Regions from separate parts of the Arachis hypogaea genome. Here region 1 is linked to region 2. Evidence: chromatin contacts called from public Hi-C data. All regions are on one chromosome and are shown on one strand. Each heading gives the region's core, a stretch centred on a gene start, on an enhancer-like site or on the middle of the called end of the contact. The rest is flanking DNA. Distances are from core to core; before and after follow the strand shown.

The links. Hi-C and Micro-C count contacts between places; a contact is called where the count stands out from the background.
Region 1: a contact with region 2 is called in a Hi-C map of an unstated tissue, with 4 times the contacts expected there. The contact joins the promoter of LOC112706394 here to the enhancer-like site in region 2. A contact is called at or near these places in 2 of 8 Hi-C or Micro-C datasets (leaf and an unstated tissue).

The regions. Positions count from the first base shown.
Region 1 is chr8:17,380,662-17,383,361 of arahy.Tifrunner.gnm2.J5K5, forward strand. It overlaps LOC112706394 (branched-chain-amino-acid aminotransferase 2, chloroplastic), which reads left to right and starts at 1,331. Exons shown (of 9, transcript XM_025757689.3): 1 at 1,331-1,741. The coding sequence starts at 1,649.
Region 2 is chr8:17,343,220-17,345,919 of arahy.Tifrunner.gnm2.J5K5, forward strand. No RefSeq gene overlaps it. Among protein-coding and RNA genes, the nearest start is that of LOC112706392, 14 kb to the left of the region's middle. Within about 2 kb of position 1,347, at least 3 of the 3 cell types and tissues checked have open chromatin away from gene starts, as enhancers often do.

The DNA of each region.
Region 1 (2,700 bases), core at 81-2,580, 37 kb after region 2:
AATACTAGTATCATGAGATATTGTATTATTGAAAAAAATTAATATAATACAATTATTTGTATATTTATTAAATTTATTAAATAAATATTATAATATTATTAATAAATTAAAATAAGATTAAATATTAGATTTATAATTTTTATCTTAAGTGTAAAATTATTTTTTATAATATATAATTTTATAAATATTTATGTAATATCTTATAAAATTTAAAATAAAATAAGACTAAAATAAAGTATCGATGATACTGTTAAAGTTGATATAATTTTTTTCTAATAATATCATATACTTGACTTTGACCAAGCTGACCATTCTTTTTGGAATTACAAGAAACGTCTTCTTAAACACGTGTTATATATATTTTTATATAAAAGTAGACCAAAATTTGATGGATAGTGACGAGGAAGGATTGAAATCCATGATAAGTGAAAAAAAAGGAAGATAAGCCAGTTGTAATGGTTATGGAAAAAGGGATTAAGTATTGCTTATTAGACTAGAGGCTCGATTATATTATATAGAAAAATAGAGAAGATGAAAATTTTGACGTGTGTTATTAGTTACAAGATAATGTCAAATATAAGTATTTAAAGAATTTACATAATAAGAGTTTGAAGTTGAAGTACAAATTAAATTTACACCAAAAAGGTTTTAAATCTATTGTTAGAAAATAATTTTAATTTTTTAATTTGTTTGTGAGTAATATATATATATTAATTATAATTATAAATTATGTTATTTTAAATTAAATAATTTATATAATAGTGATTTTATTTATTGTTTTAAATATTAAATTGAATAAGTCATTATTACTTTTGATTTTGAAATTAAATGAGAATAAAATTAAATATTATCTTTTAAATTTTAGATATATTATCTTTGATACTTTAGATACTATTTTATTTGAGTTTTAGGATTTGGTGTTATGCTATAGGTTTTCGGTTTTCAATATATCAAAATCATATTTGTCGTTCTTTCCCATCAAAAAAATCACAATTTAATCGCCTAAGATTCAGAAGGCTTTAGTTGAAAAAAATCGAAAAAACTAAAAAATCAAAATTCTTTTATCAATTTCTAACTTTTATAAATAAAAATACACTTCTGCATTATGATATATTTTTAATTATTTAATATAAATAATTTAGATTATTGAAATTAACTTATTTCAACATTTATAACCAATAAAATTAAATTTAAAACTGTCCTCTAAAGCTTCCAATAATAACAAAAATGATCACGCCAATTCGCATTCACCAGGTAACTACGAGCAAAGCGGATATGGACTGACGTGGATATATTATAGGCATATTGGTCATGGGGGCATTTTGGACGTGTACTACTACTGCCAACTCCTTCCTATCCATTTTCCCATAATTTCTCCAATATATATATATATATATATATTAAATATTTAAATTTAAATTAAACTACACACACTTTCCATATGCGTGCGTTGTTCCAAAAGAGCGAACAAAAATCCACCACCAAAGTTGGGTCGCGTTGTATAAATATTGGAACGCATGGTTCCGTGTTACAATTGCCATATGCGAAGGCATTGATCAGAGCTTATCTTTTTTCACTTCACAGATCCTGAGCTTCATCCTTCTGCTAATTACCCTTCCTACCATATTAATCTAAACTACCTACCACCATGATTCGAAGAGCTCTATGCTTCCCCAGTTTCATCAGGAAATCGCTGCTTATTCCACCCGTTATTTCTCCTTATTCTAATTCTTCCTCCAAGGTTATCTTTCTATCATCCTTCTATTAATTTCTTTATTCTTTTTTCCCCGCTGTTTTTTCGTTTGTGATCTATTAGTCATTCAATTGTGATGCTGCTGCATGTGTAACGTTAATGTTATACTGTAGGGTGAAAACTCTGATACAGATAATTTCACGTGTAAGTTAATAATTGAGAATTATTAAATAAAAATTGGTGGAAATTTAAATACAATCGATTAATAATTAAAAATCGTTTAATAAAAATTTAGTCAAATCAATCAAATTATTTAATAACTCTCGATTATCAACTTTACTCGACTACACCTACATTTTTACCATAAAATTTTTTTAGTTAAATTAATCAAATTATTTAATAATTTTTAACTACTAACCTCACCTCAAATTTTCATCTTTATTATAGTTCATTGATAACAATTCATCAATCTCTTTCTCTCTCTCTATTGTTTGCTTTTCCGTGATTCGACATGCAAGCTCGTCTTTGCTTCTTCTTTCCTCGGTTTCTCACTCTGATTCGTGACTCATTGTGATGGTGTCAGTTTCTACGATAATATATTTTTATGTAGGTAGAGGTTCACGTACAATTATTTTTTATCTAAAATATTATTATTTTCTTTTTGAAAGTTCTTTATATTGTGATCTATTTATCAGATAAGATAAGTTATTTAAATATATATTTTTTAAATATATTTTTGTTATATTATTAAAATAATATTTAAAATATATAAATAATGTAACTATGTAAGTATGTAACTAATAATTGTCACACTATTATAGATGATATATCTTATTTCTATTTAAAAATTCTATTGTGCAATAATTGAATTTTTCTCTTTTTTTTAAAAAAAAATAGCCCTTATATATAATGTCTTTGTCAAATAAATAGATAATGTTGAAAATTTGACTAAACGTATTTATGCTAGAACCTAATTCAGCTGACTAACTAATTACTTCCTAAACCAA
Region 2 (2,700 bases), core at 97-2,596:
TATTTTAGTTATATCAAGTATTTAAAATATTTTTTGTTTTAATAAATAATAATATATATTATATCTAAATTTATTTTAAAAATATATATTAAGAATAAGATTGGACACGCTGACATGTGATGGTATTTAGATATGTCTAAACGTGTCTAGAGAATAATTTTTTATTTTTCATTAAGACATAGATGGATACCGCAAACACGCGTGTCAAATGAGTATCGGTGAGTGTCGTGTCTGAAAAATGTCTAACACACGAACACGATAATTTAACAAAATATCCGTGCTTCATAGATCGTTTCACTACAAATAAAAAATTTTGCCTAAATTCAATCTCGTGTACATTTATATATCACATTCCTAAATAGTGTTTCTTTATGGTTAGAGATGTAGACATGGTTTATTGGTTCTAGTTTATATTTGTATAGTTCAATAGTTGGATGGTTTCCGTAATAAACTAAAATGGAGTGGGAACAGTAGAGTAGCGATGTGGCATATACCATTCACAACCCAACAACTACGATGCCGTTGAATAGCACATTTAAATTTGGTCTCAGCCGTTCACGTGTGTCTGTGTCAGTTTCGTTTGGAAGTTGATGGTAGGTATGTGGATCGTCAAGTGAATAGGAGCGAAAAGTGATGCTAAATTATACCGGTTTTATTTCAAAAATTATTTTTAATATAAAAAGAGAAGTGGTGTTTTAATTGAATATTGATATTTAAAGTATATTATAGTGTTGTGAAAATTATTCAACATGCCCCTATGTGTTGCACCACGTTTTTCACGTGTTGGCTAAGATACTGCCACGTGTTCAACACGTCCCCACGTGTTGGCTAGAATGCTGCCACGTATTCACCACGCGTCTCACGTGTCACGCCCCCACGTGTTGATTTTCCACAAAAAAAATTCACCCATCTGTAATTACATCAAATATTTTCATTTTTAACAAAAATTCTAATATTTTTTTCATACAAAAAAAATTAGCCGTTTTATTTTATGAGTTTAACGGAGGATTTGTTAAGAGGAGTGTTAGAGAGACATCAATTTTTGTGATTTGTAGCCATCAAGTAGTCATTAATGACGATTTTAATGGTGTGAGATTCGTTTGAGATTTCATCCAACGGCTCACTCTTCTTTGCTGGTTACATGCTAGCCAGAATTTAATAAAATTGCTGATCCTATACTTTTCTATTCGTTAATAGTAATTTGGTGGCACCAAACAATTTTAGACAAGTGGGTGCATTTAGAAGAAGCTGGAAGTGCATTAATTTGTTAGTTTTTGTAGTTGTTGTGAAAGAAAGGAAAAAGCTAACAACGGGAAATGTCACTATCAAGAGTGAAGAGAGGACGGGTGTTCCATGTGTCTTTCTTCATTCATTGATGTGCGTGTAAGTAAGTGCATTTCCACCGTCACTTGCGTGCGTTTGGTTGGTCTTTATGTCCACAAAATACATGGACACCATGGTATATGTTTATGGACTGTTTATTTAGACATAAATTTTCTATGTATATAGTGATACACAAATATACATAAAATATATTTTTAGTATCTTTTTTAATTAAAATTGAAATATAATTTGTAAAATATAAAATTTTATATTTTTTATTATTTTTTTCTTTTTTTGCATCGTCACATTTATTATTGTTATTAGCAATCATCTTTTGTTATATATATTCATTTTTATTATAATGTTGTTTGGATTTATTCGTGTCTTTCGTCAGTATTTCTATGAGAAAAGTATAAAATACACTAATTTAATATTTTTATATATAATATATATATCCATGTCTTATCTGTCAAACATATTTTTGTGTCTGTGTTTATGTATTTTAAATACACTAACCAAACAGAACCTATCATTCCTAGAATTCAATCGGAATCAGATTAGACTATCTCATTTGTCATTGTACTATAATAAAGTTAATTCTTTTATAGTTAAATAAAAAATATAAAAATTGATCATTAAAAAATTGAAATTGAATATTTTAATTTTTTAAAAATATATTATTTTAAAAATTTTGAGATGGAATAATCTTATATGTAAATTTATTAAAAATTTACTTATTTAACATACATACTAACCAATGTGTTATAACTCAAGTAATATAATCTTTTTATACTCATCTAGAGATCGTGGATTCGAGTCTCACTCCTAACTTTGAGAAAAAAAAACATACATACTAAAAATTTTATTAAAAGCGATGATAGAATAATTAATTTGTATGACTACTAATGCTAATAAATTTTAGAATATTTTTAAATAAAAAAATTTTGGGAATCAAAATATTTAATTTAATCTTTTTAAATACTATAATTTAAATATTCACTAAAAAAATTCTTATTAGTCATAGTCTATTTTTGGAATTAAATGTGTTATCGACAAGGTTACGTGAAATAAAAAAAGTAAATTAAGTATATAAAACGTAAAATTTTAACAAGATTTAACTCGTAAAATCGTTAGACCTAGTAAAAATTTCGTAAAATTGATTGACTCATTTAAAATCGTAATATCGAAATATTTTAAGAATTAAATCGAAATTCTAGCTACTATAGTTATTAATAAAATTATTTATTTATAATGAATAAAAAAACAGGGTCATATACTTCTTTTAGATAAGACGTGTTTGGATCAGAATACTTTTCATACTTTTTGTTGGAAATGTTTCTGAGTTGAATTATTTTAGATGGAAAAATTATTTATTTT